Regions from separate parts of the Mus musculus genome. Here regions 2, 3 and 4 are each linked to region 1. A link is a contact called in public HiChIP or PLAC-seq data. All regions are on one chromosome and are shown on one strand. The core of a region is the stretch at or near the end of the contact, and the rest is flanking DNA. Distances in the headings are between cores, read along the strand shown. Region 1 holds the start of Acvr2b (activin receptor IIB). Region 2 holds the start of Slc25a38 (solute carrier family 25, member 38). Region 3 overlaps Gm33800 (a long non-coding RNA gene). Region 4 holds the start of Ttc21a (tetratricopeptide repeat domain 21A).

Region 1 (5,625 bases), core at 1,915-4,414:
GTTGAAGATAGTTAAAATTCTTTTCATGTCTCACCCAGGGCCAGGCAGCAGTGGCGCATCCCTTGGATCGGAGTGCTCAGAAGGCAGAGGCAGAAAGAGCTCTAGGCGTTCCATACCAGCCTGGTCTACAGAGCGAGTTCCAGAATAGCCAAGGCTCTATGGAAAAATCCTGTCTCGGGGAAAAAAACTTTTTTTCCTGCCTCATTAATTATAGTGATGTATATTGAAATGACTAATCTTCATGTTAACTTAATTCTATCCAACGATGACAAAGAGGAAGGCTCTGCACCCCCCCCCATTCATAATAGCAAAGCCCTAACCACCAATAAAGACATACAGGTCTTTGGAAGTGGGATCTCTAGGGAGTGGTAAGGGTGGATTAGACCATGAGGGTGGGATCCTGACTGCAGGATTGGCTCTCTTAAGGCACCCTGGCCTGGCTTCTAGAACCATGTTAAAATAAGCACTGCTGGTTTCTAAATACATATGGCTACTTTAACTGTACTTATCTCAGGAGTGTTTGTCTGCAACTATGTCTGTGTGTCCATCCACACACATGCCTGTTGCTCTCTTCGGAGCCAGACAGCAGGGGACCCTCCTGGAAGTAGAGTTCAGGTGTTAGGACTAGAACTTGGGTCCCCTGCAAGAGCAGCAAGCACTCTTAACCACTGAGCCATCTCTCCAGCCTCACACTGCTGTTTGAACCACCCAGTCCTGCGGTATGAAAGCAGTCAGAAAACACTAAAGACACAGCTATTTCTTTCTTTTACTAACAGGGCTGTTGGGAATTTTTAAGTTGAATATATCTGTCGAGCCCATGTTCCCGCTGGCAGCACCAATATACAGATCTCTCCTTTTTACCACAGAGCTGAGTAATTCCGAATATCAAGCCAGAAACATGAAGGAAAGATCTCTGAAGCCAGAGGCACAGGAAGGCCAGCTCTACCCCAACCCTTCAAAGTTTTCCTCCAGTTCCTCAAAAGAGAAAGCAGCAGCCACCACAACACAGGTGACTCTATCCCCAAAGGCAGAACCACAGGTTGAGTCAGAACACGTGCCTCTGTGTTCCGTTATGCACTCCCCCAAACAGTGCAGCAAATGTGGTACCAGGGATCCACTCTCACTCTGCCCCTCCAAATGGGAAGTGACTGGTGAGGTCAAACTGGAACAAACAGGAGCAGTGATGTACATACAGACTTCTAGTCTGAGGCGAACGGTCCTGAGACAATGCTTTCAACAAACCTAAACTTAAAAGAGGCAAGGCACATACATGTCCAGGTGCAGAAATCCAGTAAGTCAAGAGCCGACTAGAGGTTGGTCCTATAACTTGGGGTCAGCCTGCTGCCGCCCTCCCCGGAGCAGACCACTGTTTTCCATCACTTCCAGGCTCTCATTCTTGGGGTGAAAAATCTCTGGAGCAACACTTCGGGGAGTGGCAGAAAGAAACAAAATGTTCACCCTGAGCACCGCGTTGCCTCTACCACTCCAGGACAGCACTGAAACCGCTTCCCAACAGTGGGCTCGGGTAGCAAAGAAGTTATCTCTGCCCTCTGGTTCGTACACTCATGCTCCACCGCACCCAGGCTCGTGCAAAAACTCTCGGGGTCGGAATTAACAGCTAACCCTCACTACCTTGTAATAGAAAAGATTGAAAGTGAGGATCCCTGTGAGGGGGTGCAATGACCATCTGGGATACCCACCCCCGCAGCTGCAAGGGGGATCCCAGCCCTTCCCTACACTCCGGGCCCCGCCCCTCGCGGGTTTCCCAGACTCCGCGCTGCTGCCACCTCGGGCCGCAGGGGACCCGAGCTGCATGTGTAATGGGGGTTGGGAACAAAGACGCGCAGGACCCAGAGCCCCAGCCACCGGGCACCAGCCGTCCTAATCTCCACGATCTTTTCTCTGGAGTCTTAATGCCCGACTGTCCACGTTTCCTGGAACTGCCCTAAGCCCGCCCCGGAGCTCCTACAAAGTTGAGCACGCTTCAGCACCATCGGGACACAGAAATCAGTGCCTAGGCTTTGGGGGAGAAAGCGCTTTCCCAACACAACTTCGTGCGTACACACCCACACCTTCTAGTCCCAAGCAGACGCGCACCAGCTATCCACAGCCCGCAGGCGGCTGCGAGCTGACCGCGGGTCACTCACGCCCGCCACGTGCCGGCCGAAGCGATCTGAGACCTGTTGGTTCGCCTCTTCAACCCTTCTCCACTCCCAGTTGCCCAAAACAAAAGCGGTCCCACGAGGGCGCATCTGCGGCCCGCTGCAAGAAAAGCGGGCGCAGGTAGGAGCCACTCGCATGAGGATCGCGACGCGGAGTGGCGGGACGGGATGCAGAGGACTCCGGGCGGGCTATGGAAAGCCGTCCGCTTCGCTTTGCGACACCTATGACTCTCAGGGGCGAGCAGCCCCAACCCAGCCGCCCCCAATTAGATGCCCACCCCGCTTGGCCGCCTTCCCCACGCTTAGGTTTTCCCCGCTCTATCCCTGGGGTCCGCACACCCGCGGAACCTGAACCCCGACCCTGACGCTCCAGGTTCCCCCATCACCTAGAACCTCTGCGAGCCAGAATCGCGCAGAGGAACCGCACGGGCGAGCTCGCCTCTAAGATCGCAAGCACCAGAGCGCCCCGCGCGACCCCGATCCCAGGCAGGTGGCGCGGCGCCGAGGCCGCGGGGCCGCCCTTTGTTGGTAAACACCGCGCGCCCCAGGTCCCTGCACCCCCACGACGCGCCCGGTCCTTACCGGCGCACAGCGATCCCCAGAGAAGGGCGAGGGCCGCCCAGGGCGCCGTCATGTTCCGCGGCGCCGCCCCGCGGACACCCGGAGCCCGCGGGCAGGGCCGCGCTGCGCTCCCGGGGCGCGCAGGGCCCGGCGGCGGCTGCGCTCTGCTTCCCGCTCCTTCTCTGGGTCTCGCTTCCAGGAGCGCGCGCTTCTGCGCTTCGGTTCCCAGGCAGTATGCGGAGATAGGGGCTCAGGGCCGCTGCGGGCGGCGCGCAGTGCGGCCCGGGCTATGGGGCGACGCGGGAGCCGGGGGGCGGCGGCGGGGCGCGGGCCAGGGCGCGCCCGACGCGGGCATGGCGCAACGGGGCTGGGCCCGGGCCCCGGGCGCAGGGGCCGAGTCCGGAGGGGCCATGAACGGGGGAGGGGTGGGGGAGGGGACCTGAACCGAGTCCAAAATGGCTCCTGAGCGGTGGCCACGGAGCCGAGCCAGCGGGGAAACCCGGATGTTGGATACAAAGAGGCGGGCGAGCTGGGCGGGGAGGGGGAGGGGAGGCGGGCCCTCCGGCCGCGTGGTCCGCGCCCCCCTTGGGGGCGGGGCCGGAGAGGAACAACAACACCGAGGCTCCGCCCCCCAGCCCGCGCCCTCTGGAGACAGCGCGCCTGCAGCACCAGACTCTAGGGCTAGGCGGGGCGCGCTCTCCGAGCTGGTGGGATTGGACTGCCCACAACTTGGCTGGTGCTTTCCTGCCCCGTGCTATGGAGCCCACGCTACGGGATGCACGCTCCTCTGGGACCCCTGAGTGAGTGGGTAGCTCCTGGTCCCCATAACCTAGGACCTCTGCCCTCCAGCTCCCATTTATGGGCTAATTAATTGGCAGGAAAACGCTGAAGTCTGAATTGACAGCAGTTCCTCACAACGCACGCACAGTTATCTCCAAGCAGAGGAGGACCCACAGAGCAGCTGCAGGTGGGAAAGAACTGTTGGCGACCTGCTTTCTGAAGGATCCTCAGCAATCCAGCATCCTTCATCTTACCTTCAGCACTCCTCCCACCTCTAAAGATCTGTTCAGAACATGCCTCTGTTCCTTTCACACACGCACACACACCAGATCCCTCCATTTCAGATGTTACACAATCAGAGTGTGAGAGCAATCGGCCTCCCAGCTACACTGGAAAAGCCAGTCACTACTCAGGGGAAAAAAATGCTATGGAATCCTCGGATAGTTACCTCCTGCCTCACCAAGAGCAGTGGGTCATAGGAGGAAGGACGCTCCCCCCCGCCGCCCCCCCCCCCCAGCCTGGGTCATTTCATTTGCTCGAGCCTCGGACTTCCCTTATGAAAATGACGGTGTTGAAGTCCTCCAGACTTGGGTAGAGTTTCTTTCTGCTACGGCTTTGGTGTTGAGGTAGGGATCCTCAGCTTCCCAAGAAGTCTGCACCTTGTCTGACAACCTTTGCTCTTAAATGTGGTCTTTTTCCTCTCCTTATGTAATCCTCAGGTGGCCTCGAGCTCGCAGTCCATCTGTGACTCTTCCTATTTTTCGTTCGTTTATTGATTGATTGTGTGTGTGCTCTCTTGCCTGTATCTATGTGCATCCAACATACAGTCATATGTTTCCATATGCCCCGTGCCACCAGCACCCTCCATCTCACATCTGGGCAGCTTTAACAGCAGAGGGCTGAGGGGCTCCTTAGATGTCACTAGGGTCCATTCACGTTGCTAAGTGTATCTTCTATTTCTTTTAAGATTTTTATTATATTTTACTTATTTATATGTGTGTTTGTATGTGTATGTGTGCATGCATGTGTGTGTGTGTGTGTGTGTGTGTGTGTGTGTGTGTGTTAAGGAGAGAAGCAGACAGACAGAGACAGAAGAGAGAGAGCATGAACACATTGAGGTTGGATGACAACTTGCAGTTGGTTCTGTCTTTCCACTCTGTAGGAGCTGGGAATCAAACTCAAATCCTAAGGATTGGCATCAGGTCCCAGTACTTGTGAGCCATCTCTATGGTACTAGCACCCTTTCTAAATGGTAACTGAGGTGACTTTTTAAAAGATGGGACTCTGGGGTTGGATGGCTCAGCGGTAAAAAGCACTTGCTCTTTTTGCAGAGAACCTGGATTTGGTTGGTTCCCAGGACCCAGACTGGACGATTCACAAGTGTCTGTAATTCCAACCTCAAGAACATTGACTTCCTCTCCTGATCTCCACAAACACCTCTGTGTGCATGCACATGCATGCACACGTGTGTGCACACATACACTTAAAAATAAAATTAGGCCGGGCGTGGTGGTGCACGCCTTTAATCCCAGCACTCGGGAGGTAGAGGCAGACGGATTTCTGAGTTCGAGGCCAGCCTGCTCTACAAAGTGAGCTCCAGGACAGCCAGGGCTATACAGAGAAACCCTGTCTCGAAAAAAACAACAACTAACTAACTAAATAAATAAATAAATAAAATTAGGCCAGGCGTGGTGGCACACGCCTTTAATCCCAGCACTCGGGAGGCAGAGGCAGGCAGATTTCTGAGTTCGAAACCAGCCTGGTCTACAAAGTGAGTTCCAGGACAGCCAGGGCTATACAGAGAAATCCTGTCTCAAAAAACAAAATAATAATAATAATAATAAAATTAGAAAGATGCTTATGGGCTGGAGAAATGGCTCAGTGGTTAAGAGCACTGACTGCTCTTCCAGAGGTCCTGAGTCCAATTCCTAGCAACCACGTGGTGGTTCACAGCCATCTGTAACGGGATCCGATGCCATCTTCTGGTGTGCCTGAGACAGCTAGTGTACTCATATAAATAAATACATCTTTAAAAAAAAAAAGAAAGGACTGTATCTTGGTTTTTTTTTTAGATGCTTATATTACATTATAGTAATTCTCCTTTATTTGTGGTTTCTCTTTT
Region 2 (5,625 bases), core at 1,425-3,924, 710 kb before region 1:
ATCCCAGCATTCCAGAGGAAGAGGCAGGAGAATCTCTGGGAATTGGGGGCCAGCCTCATCTGCATACTGAGCTCCAGGACAGCTCCAGAACTACACAAAGAGACCCTCTCTCAAACAAAACAAGACAAAACAAAATAAGATTGACCATGGAACTGGACGATAGAACTGGACTGGACATAGCTTGAACAGAGACCCACAGGATACGGTCAGTAGCCCCTGAATGTCCTGTGGCCGCAGCAAAGGTTAGAATCTCCCCAGCTCTATCCAGCTTCTGGACAGTTCTAGGCAGTGCTTCGTCAGTGCCTCAAAGGCACTGGACCCATTTATCCTTCTGTTCTGGGAACTGAACCCAGGGCCTCATGCCTGCTGGGCAAGCTTGTTACACCAAGCTCTATTTGCAGCCCTGCACCCACTTTATCTTAAGGCTGGCTGTCGTCCTTCACCTCCTGATGGCAGAAATTGCTTTTTAAATGTCTTATCTTCACAGCACAGTGACTGAGAACATCACTGGCCCAATAATCATTGAATCGACAAGAAGAGCCAACAGTTTTTTGTTTGTTTTTGTTTTTGAGACGATAAGGTTTTTTTTGTTTTGTTTTGTTTTGTTTTAATTTTGGGGTGGGTTTTTTTGGGGTTTTTGGTTTTTTTGTTTTGTTTTTTTGTTTTTTGAGACAGGGTTTCTCTGTATAGCCCTGGCTGTCCTGGAACTCACTTTGTAGACCAGGCTGGCCTCGAACTCAGAAATCTGCCAGCCTCTGCCTCCTGAGTGCTGGGATTAAAGGCCTGTGCCACCATGCCCGGGGAGGCCGTGTTTTTCTACTGGCTTTGGCTCTGTAGACCAGGCTGGCCTTGTACTCAAGAGATTCACCGGTCTCTGAGTGCTGGAATTCTGGGATTAAAGGTACCACCACCACCTCTCAACATCAATTCTAATAAATCAAAATCTACAAAAAAAAAAAAAAAAAGCAGGTAGCCTGACCAGCGCTGTGACCTTTGTATGCTTACAGCATATCCTGTGAGAGTAGATTTTGTGGGTCTGTTGTGCTTGCTTTGACAGTCTCATGTCACATAGCCTGCCTCTTCATGAGCCACCATGCTGGGTCCTGAGCTTAGTTTTCTTTTTTTCTTTCTTTTTCTTTTTTTTTTTTTTAAGATTTATTTGTTATTATATGTAAGTACACTGTAGCTGTCTTCAGATGCACCAGAAGAGGGCGTCAGATCTCATTACGGATGGTTGTGAGCCACCACGTGGTTGCTGGGATTTGAACTCAGGACCTTCGGAAGAGCAGTCGGTGCTCTTATAGCCCTGGCTGTCCCAGAACTCACTTTGTAGAACAGGCTGGCCACCTCCCTCTGCCTCCCAAGTGCTGGGATTAAAGATGTGTGCCACCACCACCCAGCGAGCTTAGTTTTCTTATAGTGATGGAGACGAAGGTGCTTTCCTGAAAGGCCACACCTCCAACTTCAAGTTTCGATTTATTTTAGTAGCATACCTTATTATACACGACTTAAAGAAAGCTGAATATTCCAATTTTTTAAGTGTGAGAATAGATCAAAACAACCAGTAAGGGCTAGAGACTAGTCCAAAGTGTATTCTTCCAGAGGGACCATAAGGTTCCCAGCACCCATACAGAAAGGGGTGCTCACAGCTCCAGCTCCAGGAGATACCAACGTTCTCTTTTGGCCTTCTTCGGCATCTGCACTCTTGTGCACCTACCCCCAACACACATAGATAAAAATAAACACTAAAAGCACAATGAGCAAATCGTACTACGCAAAACACGATGGGAGTAAGCAGCATTTCAACAGCCAAATAGTACCACAATTTCTACCACCCCACAGCAAAAAGAAAAACAACAAAATGTCTACGTCCAACACACATCAAAAAGGGAAAGATGGCGGGCCAGAGAGAAAAAAAGTATGCAGTTTTGAAAGACATGGTCCTGGGAGCCACAGCGGTTATCTTTTAAAGACTTCCAAAAAGCTCCAGACATAGGGGAGCACACTCCTTTAGCACTTCGGAGCCAGCCTGGTTTAAATAGCGAGTTTCAGCCCTATCTGAAACACAGTGAGGCCCCGACTCAAAAAAACAAGAATTTTTAAAAGATATTCATCCCCCAAAGCCATGCATCCTCGCCCCACTGAGGCACATCCCAGCCCGGGCCCGCCCTGCACAGCCCCACCTCCGTTTATGGTTGGCAGCAAGAGACTCCGCCCCGCCCCGCCCCCGTCTCCACCAATGGCAGCCCGGCAGCGCAGCCAACCCGACGGAAGGGCGTGGCCTTGGTGAACCCCGAAAGCTAAGGCAGAAGCCTGCAGGGAAGCCGGTCAGGGAAGGTGTCCTGCGGCGGGCGGCTCGAGGTGCCCCGAGGCGCTCTCATCAGTTGCCGTTAGAATATTCTAGAACTAGAATGTTCTCGAAGCACTGTCCCCTGCCCCACAATGCCGCTCCCGTCCCGGTCCCCCTGCTCCCACGAACTCACCATGAGCGTCTCCACCGTGTCCTCTACATCCTGCGACTGCAGCAGCGCCGAGCGTGCCTTCTCGATCACTGGGGACGCGAGCCCGGCCCCGGCGACTGAGAGGCTCCGGGGCTCCGCGCTCACGCCCATCCCTCCCCGCCTGCCCGCCCGGCCTCAGGTCTCATTACCCGAGACAAGCGGCTCGATGTTTCCGGGGGAGGGGAAAGCAGAAGGAAAAAGGTGAGATCCCGCTTCCGGTGACATAGCGTATCCGGCGACGAGATCTCATCGCCACCTGGTGGCTGCACTTAAAACTGCAGGGTCCGTGATTCTCAGTTGCAGAGCCTTCTGCTCGGCGCTTTTTTTTTTTTAAATATTTTTCTTATTAAATATATTTATTTATTTATTTATTCTTAAAGCGCTTTTTGAAATGGGTGACTGGCTGAGTTTTAATTGTATTTAATTTATTTAAGAGCTGAAGGACCGCCGGGCAGTAGAGGCACACGCCTTTAATCCCAGCACTTGGGAGGCAGAGGCGGGCAGATTTCTGAGTTCAAGGCCAGCCTGGTCTACAGAGTTCCACGACAGCCAGGGCTATACAAAGAAACCCTGTCTCAAAAAGAAAAAGAAAAAGGAAAGGAAAGAAAAGAAAAGAAAAAGAACTGAAGCAGGATGAATGCCTTCTCTTTAGACACAAATTTTTAAAAATACAATTCACATTTCTTCTTTTTTGTTTTCTTTATTTTTATTTTTTCAAGACAGGGTTTCTCTGTATAGCCCTGGCTACCTGGAACTCACTAGCTACCCCTGTGTCTCTCTGTGTGGAGACCAGGCTGACCTTGAACTCGTAGAGCTCCACCTGCCTCTTTAATCCCAAGTGCTGGGATTAAAGGCGTGTATACCATGCCTGACTTATTTTTAGTTGTATGTGTGGGTATGTACGTGTGAATGTAGCTTCTTGCAGAGGCCAGAAGCTCACAGGCAGTCCTGAGCTGCCCTGTCTGGGTGCTGGAAACCAACCTCAGGTCCTCTACAAGTGCTCTAACCCAGGCTCTCAAGCCTTGTCTTTATGCTTTTTATATGTTTATTTTGTTCTGTTGTTTAGTTTTTCAAGACAAGGTTTTTCTTTTTTCTTGAGACAGGGTTTCTTTATATAGCCCTGGCTGTCCTGGAACTCACTCTGTAGACCAGGCTGGCCTTGAACTCAGAAATCCACCTACCTCTGCCTCCCAAATGCTAGGATTAAAGGTGTTTGTAGACGCCCGACTCGACAGCAAGAAGGACGCCACAACAGGATTCTTCTGCACACGTTTATTGGGAGAGCTTGATAGTGAAAGCAAAAGCGAAAGACCCCGAGCCCAAAAAACCAGTGCTGCTTATATAGGCCTAGGACAGGCATGTCTACACCCAATTGGTTATGCTTTCAGTACCTCATTTACATGCCTCGGGGCCAGGTCGTGACTCAGCAAAAAAACTCTACTGAACATGCACACATTGGTTGTTTACCCATATTCATGGGCGTCAGCTTATTGAAACCAGCGCCATCTTGTAATGGTGTTTATTGGCTTCCCACATCTCCCCCTTTTTTATTTAATAGAAAAAGGCCTAATCCGATGATCTAGTCTTGCACTTCCTCAGCACAAAACGATCAAGAAGGATTTAGAAGGGCAAATCATGATCACCCTACCTCGTGCAATGAGGAAACCTCAGCAGTGTGCAAGGGCTGATCAATGATCGTTGAGTCTCTCTCATCCCAGTGCAATGGATCCATAAATCCGTGGGGTGCAAGAGCAGAGGACTCAGAAGCCGACTAATTCTTGAGCATAGATAACCAAACTTCAGGGGAGGTGCCATTTTCAATGGCTAAAAGTGCTTGAGTTATAATCAATCACCTTGTCACATTTTTGTTGGGTTCTGAATTTGCAAGCCAACCAAAGCATGAATACCAGTCCACAGCATATGGCAGTGACCCGTCCAGCAGGTCCAGTTATTCGAGGGTCTCGAGGGGACCTCCTCCTAAGAACCAAATGGGGGGTAGAGAGAGACGAGGGTCTTGTACGAGTAACGACACGGAAACTGTTCTGAAGTTGTATCAAGACCCCAAAATGTATTAGCCAGGCCCAAGGTTTAAATACACAAGCAAAAGGGGAAGTGCCTTTCAGCAGGAGGAATGGGGCAGAGGAAATGCACCTCAGCAGGAGGGATGGGGCAGCAGAAAGAGAGGAAGTACTTCTCAACAGGAGGGATGGGGCAGGGGAAATTTTTCTTTTGGCGACTACAAGGGGAAGCAGGAACTTGGTGGTATCAGGGTACATCTTGAGGTCAGGACATCCAGCGCTGACTTTCTTGGAGCGGTGCGTCCGGTGGCCCGCTTTTGACCCTCTTTTCTTCTCGGGGGGAGAGGCCCAATTCAGAGATCAGGACAATAGCGTTGCCTTAATGGCTCCCAACATGGCAGCACCAAACAAAATCCCTCCCACCCATTCTTTAAAGTACGAAAATGCAGAGGTAAACCAAGAGGTAAAGTCTCCAAGAGTCACTGGTTCCACTCTGGTTCCATTAAGGTTCAGGATCTGTATCTGCAGCTTCGTCTGCAACCTTTCCAGCTCCTGCTGAAAGACTCCAAGAGGAGCCCCTCGCTCAGGCCTCAGGACAATAGCAGACACCCAAGAACTCACGACAGACCGAGCTTGTTGCAAACCACATGAGGCTTTATTCGGGGAAAGCCAGAGCTCTGGGGATGACTCATATCCCACGCAGGGGTAGAGGAGTCGACCTCGAGGGGAAAGGGGTCCCAGTTTTTATAGGCCCTCAGGGGGGGAAGGAGAAGGGGGAGATTAGGGGATTTCCAGATCTAAACAATGTCTATTCTCAAGAAATGGGTATGGGAGGGATACAAGGAAAGAGTCTAATGAAGGTGCAGCAATGGGCACACACCTGGTCAGAACATTGGCAGACACACAGGTTCGAGGAGTGGCCAGAGCATTGTGCACCTCTATTTTTCTAAATCAGTGAAGCTAGTTCTGCTAACGCTGATGTCTATCTTGCCAATTTCAGGGCTTCTGTGACCTTTTAAATTCTGTCAGGATCTTTCACTGCGACCAGTTCCCCTTCAGATAATTCGATAGGTCTGTACTTTTAATAAAAGAATCATTAATATGCC
Region 3 (5,625 bases), core at 1,329-3,828, 590 kb before region 1:
CAGAAGTGTGAGGTCAGTGGTATTGTCATAGAAATCACTGTTTCTGTAGTAACTGTCCTGTGCTCATGCGACACCAGCTTGGGGTTGGCGGGTTGGAGGTGGAACTCATGTTCAGTAACAACAAGGCCATCCATGGTAATGCAACCCGCTAACATATGCTCACACCACCCTCACGTCCCTGCGACCACTGCGGTATTCATCTTCATCTCATAGCTGTAACGTGGTAGTGTGGCTTCAAACCTTGAAGATGTATGAAGGAATAAAGATAGTCCTTGCCAGAACAGTGTTTCATATCTGTAGTCTCAGCACTCAGGCGAAATGGGCAGGTGAACCTCCATGAGTTTGAAGCCAGCCTGATCGATATAGTGAGTACCTGTGTCAGGAGAGGGGTTGGGTCACAAGCAGAGCCGTGAGCATCTGAACCTGGGGTTTGTTGGTTTTTTTTTTTTTTTTTTGAGACAGGATCTCAAGTAGCCCAGGTTGATCTTGTAAACCTAAGAGTGACTTAACTTCCCGATCCTCCCGCCCTTACCTCCCAAGTGCTGGGATTATAGGTATGTATCTCCTAGCATAGTTTTCTGTGGTGCTTCAGGGTGGGACCAAGGGATTTGTACACCTGGAGTGAGCATTGCACCAACTGAGCTACATCCCCAGCCCTGTATTATGAAATCTTGTGAAATGGTATGAACCCCACTGGGGCCCTGTTAGCAGTTAGAAAACCAAGTTAGTTTGTTCCCAGGATGTGGGTAAACTTAAGTCGAGTGTGTATTCATGAGTTTTTTGTTTTTTTTTGTTTTTTTCAAAGTGAGAGAGAATAAAGCCCTTGAAGCCTCATTGAATCTGTCCAGCATGCATTGGAAACTGCAGTTCATTCGGGTGGGGCTTATATACATGGAGCCATGGGTTGCTGAGAGACGTTGTGACCAGAGAAAAGGCACGACAAGCTCTCAGTAAAATTAGTTGATCAAACAACCCTTTTGGATGACACATAGAATCAGTGGCACACGCTGCGATCATGCCCCCAGAGAGTGCCAGCAGATAAGAGGCTGTACTGTCAAATAAAACACAGGAAACAGCCTCGAACTGTGTCAGGGGGAATTCGCCCCATCTCTTTCTTGATAACAGACCCTTCATTTTGACACATTCTCCAGGCTCAGGCAAAAAATGGTTTAAATCAATTATGACCATTCCATTCCCCATTTTCCTAATTTCCCTTGCTGCTGGAGGAGATGAATTCCTGGCCAGTGAAGCAGGATGAGATATCTGCTGCGGGTCCTCTTGTGGTAATATTTCATTTTCATTTTTTTTTCATAAGAGTGTGTCTTGTAAACTGGGCTGTGGTGGTGCACAACTTTAATCCCAGCACTTGGGATGCAGGGACAGACAGATCTATGAATTGGAGTCCAGCCTTCTCTATAAAGTGAGTTCTAGGACACCCAAGGTTATACAGAGAAACTTTATCTTAGAAGAGAGGGAGAGGAGGGAAGGGAGAAGAAGGGAAAGGAGAGGGGACGGAAAGGGGGAGGGGGAGAGAGAGAAGAAGAAGAAGAAAAGGAAGACAGAATAAAGAAAAGAACAGAAAAAAAAGAGGACATTGGCTCCTGTAACCCAGGCTGGGCTTCACTTTACTATGTAGGTAAGAGTGACTTTAACTTGGACTACAAACCTTCACCTCCAAAATTCAGGTGCTGAAATTACAGATGTGTGTTAAGTATCAAACCCAGGGCTTGGTTCATGCTAACATATAGGTTATTTGTTTCTTCATAAATACAGTATATGAGTTCCTTCACATTGTCCTCTCACCACACACACACACACACACACACACACACACACACACACCAAGCAAACTGGAGGAAATGTACTTGATGACACTCTGTTCTGTTCATCTCTGGATTCCTTTTCAAGGTTAGCGATGGGGCTCAGGGGAGAAAATGCTTGCCACTCAAGCAATGAGGATCTGAGTTCAGATCTCAACATCTGAGTAAAAGCTGAACTTGGAGGGATGTATCTGTAATTTCAGCCCTGGGTGGGGTGGGGATGGAGCTTGTGAGGACTGAGACAGATCTCCCGTCAGCAAGTCTAGCCAAAACTATGAGTCAGATCAGAGACCCTGTCTCGAAAAATAAGATGGATAACAATATACTTTGTTGCTACTGAGTATTCCTCTGTGGACTAGAGGACCTTCCCAACATGGGTCTGAAATGTGCATGCCCGCAAGAGTGAGCGCACACACATACACAGCATACACATAAAGAGTCACACCGGGAGGTCTTGACACACACCTTTAGTCCCAACACCCAGGACGCAGAGACAGGCTGATCACTGAGTTCACGACCAGCTTGGTCTACATAGCGAGTTCCAGGGCAGCCAGAGATACATTATCAAATCCTGTCCAAAAACGAAAACAAACTAAAACAAAACAAAACAAAAAAAACAGGAAAATATTAGAGTCACACTCTAGTTTCCAGGTGGCTTCTGCCACCAGTGCCCCCAGCAGGGAATAGGGACAAGAGGAAGAGAGACTGGGGATTCCTTCCTGTCAGTCACTAGGGATTATACAGCCCCCTGCCAAGAGAACTCTATAGAGTCGCTCTTCCTTCTGGTGAAGCTCCTGGTCTCCTCCTCTTCTTTCTCTGAGACCTATCAGTGACAGCAGGTCTGGCTCTGCCGGGAGTTTGTCCCCTGGGGAGCTCCGGAACCTGCACTTTTGTAAATAAGCCTTCTTTATAACCATCCTATCTTAGGGCTCTTATTATTTTTTGTCATACTAACTAGTCTAACTCTAGTTCACAGATTTAGAACAACAAAACAAAACCCTTGCATCTGAATGTCAATGCGCAGGTGACAGCCTGGCTCCTCCGCGCTCTTTGGAATGTACAGCAAGGAAAGCAGTGGGCTCCATTCATGGCCTCTGGGTATTTTCAGAGCTCTGTGTGGAGAGGTGGAAGGTGTCTGCTGAGAGAAAGAGACTCCCAGGAGGGTGTGTTGTTATCTCTTGCTTTTGGTCATCCTGAGAACCACATACTTACTAGCCAAGTGTTCTACTATAAACCCCATCATTTTTGTACTTAAATGTATATATATGTGTATGTATTGTGTGTGTATGTGTATATATATATGTGTGTGTGTGTGTGTGTATGTGTATATATATATGTGTGTGTATATATATGTGTGTGTGTATATATGTGTGTGTGTATATATGTGTGTGTATGTATATATGTGTGTGTGTATATATATGTGTGTGTAAATATATGTGTGTATGTATGTGTATATATATGTGTGTGTATGTATGTGTATATATGTGTGTATATATATGTGTGTGTGTATATATGTGTGTAAATATATGTGTGTATGTATGTGTATATATATGTGTGTGTGTATATATATGTGTATGTATGTGTATATATATGTGTGTGTATGTATGTGTATATATGTGTGTGTGTATATATGTGTGTAAATATATGTGTGTATGTATGTGTATATATATATGTGTGTGTGTGTATATATATGTGTGTGTAAATATATGTGTGTATGTATGTGTATATATATGTGTGTGTATGTGTAGTAGCTATTCCTGGTTGTCAACTTGACAATATTTGGAATGAACTACAATCTGGAATTGGAAGGCTCACCAGTGACCCTTATCTGGAGGCTTGGAGATCCTTATCTGGATCTTGGTTGGAGATCTTGAGCCATAGTGGCTATGGATTCCAGAAGATTGAATCTCCGAGTTTAAGGAACACACCTTTAATCTGGGCTACACCTTTTCATCTGGGATTAAAGGTGTGGTGGAACACACCTTTAATCTGAGCTACACCTTCTGCTGGAGACAATATAAGGACATTGGAAGAAGGGAGTCTAGCTCTTGCTCTTGCTCCTTCGCCTGCTTGCTGCGTGAGACTGAGTAACTGCTAGATCCTTGGACTTCCATTCACAGCTGCGACTGAACCATTGTTGGGAATTGGGCTGCCGACTGTAAGTCATCAATAGATTCCTTTACTATCTAGAGACTATCCATAAGTTCTGTGACTCTAGAGAACCCTGACTAATACAGTATGTATGTGTATATATGTGTGTATATATATGTGTGTGTGTATATATGTGTGTAAATATATGTGTGTAAATATATGTGTGTATGTATGTGTATATATGTGTGTGTGTATATATATGTGTGTGTGTGTGTGTGTGTATATGTGTGTGTGTGTATATGTGTGTGTGTATATGTGTGTGTGTGTATATATATATATATATACACACACACACACACACATATATATATATATATATATATCTGACCTGGAACTCAAGAGTCCACCTGCCTCTGCCTTCCCAGTGCTGGAATTAAAGGTGTGCACCATCATGCCCAGTCTGTGCTTTTAATTTTTGAGACAAGATCTCACTCAATAAGTTCCCCAAATTGGCATTGAACTTTTGATCCTCCTGCCTCAGCAGCTAAGGACACCTGTTGTGTGGAGGATTTTGTTGGTGGTGTTTAACCCGGGCCATGTGAGACAAGTGTTCTACAACCAAGTCCCATCCCCAGCCCACAGTCAGAATGGGAGTTACAAGGCAGTTGTGAGCCACTCCAGCGCCATCTTGCCTGCCCACATTTTATTTTTTGACTGGTGCTTATGTTGCAGCCTCGGCTCAGTGCCTCCTGATGCCCTTCAGTTTGCTCTTCTCACCTGAGATGTTTAGGAAACCATGTATCCTCGGTGTGGAACAGAGTAGGGCATCCTTTCCCATATCAGCCGGTGTAAGCAGCTTTGGTTGTGAGGAGAAGTTTACCCTGGTTATATTTGCTGTATAATTGACACATTAACCTTAGTTGTCATCTTATCTTCTGCGCTGCCTCTCGTTACAATGCTACCATCACTTTGTTTTCACGTGTCTGGTTTTTGTTTGCTGTGATAAGCATGTATGTATGTGCACATGCATATATCTTGTTCAGCGATTTGGAGGCTTAGAATCTCCCCCTTCACCCACCCTGTGGGTTTTTTTGTTTTGTGTATGTGTGTGTGTGTGTGTGTGTGTATGGTGGTGAGGTGGGGGTTCGAGACAGGGTTTCTCTGTATAGCTCTGGCTGTCCTGGAACTGTCTCTGAGGTTGGCCTCAAACTCAGAAATCCACCTGCCTCTGCCTCTCAAGTGCTAGGATTAAAGTTTTTTTTTTTTTGTTTGTTTTTTAAAGACTTATTATATCTAAGTACACAGTAGCTGTCTTCAGATGCACCAGAAGAGGACGTCAGATCCCATTATAGATGGTTGTGAGCCACCATGTGGTTGCTGGAATTTGAACTCAGGACCTTCGGAAGAGCAGTCGGTGCTCTTAACCACTGAGCCATCTCTCCAGCCCAAGGTTATTTTTTAAAAGATTTATTATTATATGTAAGTACACTTGTAGCTGTTTTCAGACACACCAGAAAAGGTATCGGATTGCGGATGGTTGTAAGCCACCATGTGGTTGGTGGGATTTGAACTCAGGACCTTTGGAAGAGCAGTCAGTGCTCTTAACCACTGAGTCATCTCACCAGCCCCGTTTTGGTTTTTGTTTTTTTCGAGACAGGGTTTCTCTGTGTTGCCCTGGCTATCCTGGAACTCACTCTGTGAGCTGGGATTAAAG
Region 4 (5,625 bases), core at 1,641-4,140, 540 kb before region 1:
CAGGGCGATGACCGCGCACAGGGACGTGTCTGGGTGGCTTTGGATGCCTTCCAGCTCGCTGATGGCATCGTGGATGTGGTCTGCAGAAAGAATGTACATAGTCTGATCCTGGGGCTCCAGGCACACGACACAGGGTTCCTGTTGGTCGCTGCCTGCTTTCACACACGAAATCCAGAACACAGTCTGATGCAAAAGCTCCTCGGGGGGCCTGCATTTCCTGGAGGGTGAAGGTCTCTGAAGGCCATTGCCACCATGGTCGGGGCCAGCAAGGGGAGGTCCATGTGTGTACCTGTGCGTGCCGGTCAGAGGACAGACTTAACTGATTTTCTTTAGGCACCATCTGCCTTGTTTGATAAATAATGTAAATATTTTATGTGTGTGTAGGAGGCCAGAAGAGGACGTAAAATCCACAGGAACCGGAGTTATCGATGGTTACGAGAGCTGCCTCGTGGATTCTGGGGATGGAATCAGAGTCCTCTGTAAGAGCGGCAAGTGCTCTTAACCGTTGATCCATCTCTCCAGCCCCCACTTTCTATTTTGTTTTTGAGAAAGGTTCTTTTGTATATCGGGCACTTGAAATTTGATACACAGTCTAAGGTAATGTCGAACTTCCAGAGCCTCCCGCTTCCGCCTCCCATGTGCTCCACTACATCTGGCCGACTGGTTGAGAAACTTGAAACCTAGAGATGTGCCTGAGAGCGAGCCTGGGCACTTTAGAGGGACTGGAGTCAGTTTTGAGGAGGGACCGAGCACTCCCACCTGGTTGTTCAAGGCCTACCGATTACATTTATCCCACATGTCCCTAATGTTAGCTACAGGGTGCTTGGACAGTTCTCAGCACCCAGGCTCTGTTTAAGCCCCACTCCCTCACATCTGAACCTTCCAGTGCTTACACCTCCCACTTCTCTTTTCCTCCAGATCCAACTTCCAAGCCCGAGACGGGTTAAACAGTCCTAGCCTTCTCTCTCTTAACAACCCATTTTATAGATAGGGATACTGAGCCTCATGGCAGGGGGCAGTGAGACACGATCTCAAAAGCTAACCTGATATATAGACTTTACAGGTTTCTGTTCATTAATGGGGGGGGGCTGGGAGGGCCAGGGGTGTTTCCATGGGAACATAGCTAGAAGCTGGCATCCAGATGCTGCTAGAAGATAAAAGCTAGGATGTTTCCCCCTGGGGTAGGAATAATGCCTCACCTTCCCCAAGGATTCCATACGCTCTGAAGAACTGCAGGGCTGGGTCGCTGCTGTACCTCTCTAGGCCCACATTCGCAGCCTGCAGCACATGGTGGAAGTACTTTTCCTGGCTGTAGTAAATGATCGAAGCCTGCATGAAAAGAAAGAACATGGTTGCCATAGCTCCCGTCCCTCCATCTTTGTTCTGGTCACGATGGGGTGAGACCCACTCCTGTTGAGGTGACCCATTCCTTCTCACGTCTACAAACAGGAAGGGAGAGGCAGCATTCAGGCCTGGCCTTCTCCTTCTGCAGCCCTGGGAAGGAAGGCGCTCCAGGGAGTTTGGCTACGGCAGAGGTTTTAGGTGACTGGGGGATGGTCAATACACCATGTAAGCTTCAAGTCAGGCTCATCCTAGGCTGGGAAGGAAGGGGACTGAGGAGTGGTCATTTTCAGGGTCTCCATGTCCTCCGCTATACACATCTTGGTATCTTTCACAGCTAAAGAAGCTGAAGCCCAGGGAGACACAGCCCATGGAGATCACACAGTAATTGGGGCTGAGATTTCAAAGCAAAAGCTCACTTCCTCTAAGGTTTGTGGGTGTTGAGTTGGGGATAGATGTGGTTAGGTCGTAAAAGCCTCATGGGCCATTTGAAAGAGCCTAGACGTCAGACAGGGTCATCAACAGGAACCAGCTCGAATGGCTTTAAGTAGGGGAGTGAAGTTTTCAGATTTTTAAAACTTTTGGCAGAGCCTGGTGTTCATGTATCCCAGACTGGCCTCAAACTCAACTATGGTGAGTTTCTGACCCTCCCTCCCCACCTCTCCGGTGCTAGGATTAAAGGCACCTACCACCACACCTGTTTTATGGCTATCAGGGCTTGGTGCATATTCTAGGAACTGAGCCAGATCCCCAGTTACCTCAAATGATATTCTAAAGAAATGACTCTGGCTGTTGCGTGCAGTGATGTGTGGGTGGCTGCAGGTGGCACATGGGTAATGCCAGGCAGTAGTGCTGGTGCAAAGAGCCCAAGTAGAGAAACCAGGCCAGAGGTGTCTAAGGGAGAGATACATGGTGGCTCTGGAGACTTTGGAAGCTGACACTTCTCGTTAGATTAGGAACAGGGTTGGAGGTGGGCATAGACCTCATAGCAGTGGAACACAGATGGCTTAGGTGGGAGGCAGATGCGATAATGGACAGGCACGGATTGGTTTGGGGGATAGGATCAGGTCTGGGTGCTAATTTGAGGCTAGGGGTGCAGAGGACACTGAGGGGAAATGCTTTGGTTAGGGAGCTGAGGAAGATGGAAGGACTTCTAGAAGCTGCCAGAGTAGTGAACAGAGGGGTAGAGGTGGTTGGGGGGTGGAAGTAGCCTAAGAGTAGAGATGGCCAGAGGGCAGGCAGCAGGGTGGATGGTGTGGCAGAGGGTGGCCCAAGGGCAGATGGCCAGAGAAAGCAGAAAGGTAACCCCAGAGCAGAAATGGTCAGAGAGCAGAGAGCTAGCCCAGGGCAGCAGTCCTGACTGCAGAAGTAGTCCCGAGCGCAGGCGGCCCAGAGTTCACGCACCATGAGAGAGGAGTCATCGCTGCTCATGGCTGCAGCCCGGCTCAGGTGATGACCGGCTGAGCGGGATTCCCAGCTCTGGCCGCCCAATTCGCAGCCCAGCTCACGGCCGGAAGTCTAAGGCGCGCGCGTCCTTGGCAACCTGGCTGCTGGCCTGTTGCTAAGAACTGTGACATCCGGGAGGGCGTGGCCTGGCCCCACGTGACTAGGCCACGCAGCAGCGGGAGAGGGCGGCCATGGGGCTAGGGGCAAGCAGCGAGCAGCCGGCGGGCGGCGAGGGCTTCCATCTGCACGGGGTGAGCCGGGGTGGTGGAAGATCACCAGGGAGGGTTGCACAGCCCCGAGGCCTGCAGTGACCTCCCTGCATGCCTTGCGAGGCCCAGCGCGTCCAAGATCCGAGGCCCCTTCTCTAAGGAGCATTGCAAGGGGCTGGGAGAGCTCGTGGGCTTTGGGAAAGCTGCTGAAGAGGGGGTGAAGTGGCCAGAATGACTGGAGCCAGGGTGGGCATTGGGACCCCAGAGTGAAACATCCCGAGACCTAGATGGGGCCCTACGTGTCACTTGCAGGGAGGTACGAGCGAACAGGCTGCTGGGAAGTATAGTCTGGTTGATAAAGAACGCCGTATGGAGTTGGGGATAGAAAGATCTTTGAACTCAGCTCCCCTGTTTTGCCCCTTTGAAAAGCAGGTAGATGCAGAGCTGTGTGGAGGCGGGCAGGTTTGTCAGGTTGTCTGGCTGTTGGGTCAGCCTGCCTGCCTTCATTCCTTCAGACAGGATCTTGGTACTTAGTTCAAGCTGTTGTTAAACTCTCAGCTGCTCTTTCTCGGTTCCTCTTAAATCTTATCTATCTATCTATCTATCTATCTATCTATCTATCTATCTATCTATCTATTTATTTTGTGGGTGTCTCATTATGTATCCCCGACTGGCCTGGAACTTGCTATGTAGGCTAGACTGGGCTGGAACCTACAGAAATCCATCTGCGTGCGCCTGCCTCCTGAGCCATTATGCCTCTCTGGTCTATGTCAAAGGAAGTCTGGAGTCAGGGCTAGGGAAGCGGTTTCTAGCTGGAGAGCCACATTGGCTTTACAGATCAAAGTGACAAGATTTGTGCTTGGGGGTTGGCAGACATTGGGATGCATCCAACCGGGGGTGTTTTAAAACAGGTTCACGGGAAGTCAGGAGTTTGGGATCTTTGCACAAGGGCTGAGGGAAGTGAGGTGGTGGGGGTGGTGGACGGAGTGAAGGCAAGGGGGGCTGGTTAAAGGGGGACAGGTTGATCAGGTCAGAGGATGAGGACCCGTTACAGAGATGTGTTTTTGGTGTGTGTGTTGTTTTTGTTTGTGCACACGAGTGTGCAAACCAGAGGTTTTAGATCCCTTTAAGTTGGAGTTATAGGCATTTGGGAGCTGTCACACTTGCATGCTGGGGACTCAACCCAGGTCGTCTGATAGAATAATAGGCTCTTTTAACTGCTGACCTATTTCTCCAGTCCCTTTGTTTGTTTGCTTGTTTTTTCTTTGAGACAGGGTTTCTCTATGTAGCCCTGGCTGTCCTGGAACTCACTCTGTAGATCAGACTGGCCTTGAACTCAGAAATCTGCCTGCCTCTGCCTCCCAAGTGCTGGGATTAAAGGTGTGTGCCACCACTGCCCGGCTGTTTTTGATGTAGGATGGCCTTGAGCTCTTGATACTTCCCGAATCCCAGGATTACAATGTGCACGAGTATACCTAGCTATAGACATGTTTTTGAATATATATTCTATGCCAGGCAGAGCTTCAGGCACTAGAGATAACATGGTAGACAAAGTACTCATATTTGGAAATCAAACAGGGGAGAAGGAAGGCCATAAAGAGCTATGTGGAATAGGATGTGGTGGCTCATCCCTGGAATACCAGCATTAGACGCAAAGGCAGGAGGACTCCCAAGTTTGAGGCCAGTTTAAGTTATACATCAAGGCTCTTATCTCAAAAACATACACAGTGAGCTGAAGAGATGGCTCAGCAGTCACGGACACTTGACTTCTAGGAAGCCCAGGGTGACTTGGTATTATGTGCGTGTGCGTGCATGCATGCACAAACTGAAGGTCATGACATTGGGTTGTCCACATCTGCCCGTAAGTCCAGCTCCAGGGGACCCAGGGTCCTCTTCTGACTTCCATAGGCACCTCCCCACCCCATACACACAGGGCATCTGTATACCCTGGCACACATGAACACAAAATTTTCTTTTGTTTTTTCAAGGTAGGGTTTTTTTTTTTTTTAAGCCTTGGCTGTCTTGGAACTACCTCAGAGATACACTTGCCTCTGCCTACTGAGTGCTGGGATTAAAGGCGTGCGACACCACTGCCCGGCTACATAAATCTTAACCACACAGCAACGGCACTGAGCTCCTTCTCCAGGTCCTAGACTTGGCATTTTATTTTATTTGATATTTATTATATGGAGCTGTGGAGGATTTTTGTTGTTGTTTTTAGATTTATTTTCATTTTATGTTTAAGGTATGTATGTATGTATGTACACTGTGTCTGGTGTCTACAGAGGTCAGATAAGGGGATTGCAGTCAGATGGTTGCGAGCCACCCTGTGGGTGCTGGGAACTGAACCTAGGTTCTCTACAAGAGCAGTCCAGCCTCTGTTGGGACATTGTAAGTGGAGGGGTGACATGTTTTACACACACACACACACACACACACACACACACACACACACACTCATGCATGTGTGAAATGGCATGCGTGTGTAGAGGTCAGTGGAACTTGGGTTTGAATGACTCTTTCACAGAGGTTGCCTAAGACCATTGGAATTTTTTTTTTTTTAAACAAAATCTCGATTGTTCAATTTTACCCATGAAAACTTGGGAGCCAGATGCTGGGGTGAAACCCT

The links. HiChIP or PLAC-seq counts read pairs in DNA pulled down with a chosen protein or histone mark.
Region 2: a contact with region 1 is called in an H3K27ac HiChIP or PLAC-seq map of extraembryonic endoderm stem cells, with 5 times the contacts expected there. The contact joins the promoter of Slc25a38 here to the promoter of Acvr2b in region 1. A contact is called at or near these places in 2 of 484 Hi-C or Micro-C datasets (muscle stem cells and uterus) and 2 of 115 datasets of contacts at active chromatin or transcription factors (extraembryonic endoderm stem cells and microglia).
Region 3: a contact with region 1 is called in an H3K27ac HiChIP or PLAC-seq map of embryonic stem cells, with 2.3 times the contacts expected there. The contact joins the enhancer-like site here to the promoter of Acvr2b in region 1. A contact is called at or near these places in 1 of 39 promoter capture datasets (liver), 2 of 484 Hi-C or Micro-C datasets (both in embryonic stem cells) and 5 of 115 datasets of contacts at active chromatin or transcription factors (embryonic stem cells, extraembryonic endoderm stem cells, pancreatic cancer cells and 1 more).
Region 4: a contact with region 1 is called in an H3K4me3 HiChIP or PLAC-seq map of embryonic stem cells, with 12 read pairs. The contact joins the promoter of Ttc21a here to the promoter of Acvr2b in region 1. A contact is called at or near these places in 1 of 39 promoter capture datasets (liver) and 4 of 115 datasets of contacts at active chromatin or transcription factors (astrocytes, bone marrow-derived macrophages, embryonic stem cells and 1 more).

The regions. Positions count from the first base shown.
Region 1 is chr9:119,399,717-119,405,341 of GRCm38.p6, reverse strand. It overlaps Acvr2b (activin receptor IIB), which reads right to left and starts at 3,164. Exons shown (of 11, transcript NM_001313757.1): 1 at 2,745-3,164. The coding sequence starts at 2,796.
Region 2 is chr9:120,107,431-120,113,055 of GRCm38.p6, reverse strand. Slc25a38 (solute carrier family 25, member 38) reads right to left here and starts at 2,674. Exons shown (of 7, transcript NM_144793.2): 1 at 2,484-2,674. The coding sequence starts at 2,612.
Region 3 is chr9:119,988,679-119,994,303 of GRCm38.p6, reverse strand. The region is part of intron 1 of Gm33800 (a long non-coding RNA gene); the gene reads right to left. Among named protein-coding and RNA genes, the nearest start is that of Gm33800, 7.6 kb to the right of the region's middle. Within about 2 kb of position 2,578, at least 18 of the 459 cell types and tissues checked have an H3K27ac peak or open chromatin away from gene starts, as enhancers often do. A contact at or near this core is called in embryonic stem cells, where this site is marked.
Region 4 is chr9:119,934,871-119,940,495 of GRCm38.p6, reverse strand. It overlaps Ttc21a (tetratricopeptide repeat domain 21A), which reads right to left and starts at 2,890. Exons shown (of 29, transcript NM_028735.3): 1 at 2,746-2,890; 2 at 1,200-1,329; 3 at 1-80. The coding sequence starts at 2,772. It overlaps Gorasp1 (golgi reassembly stacking protein 1), which reads left to right and starts at 2,938. Exons shown (of 9, transcript NM_028976.2): 1 at 2,938-3,038. The coding sequence starts at 2,979.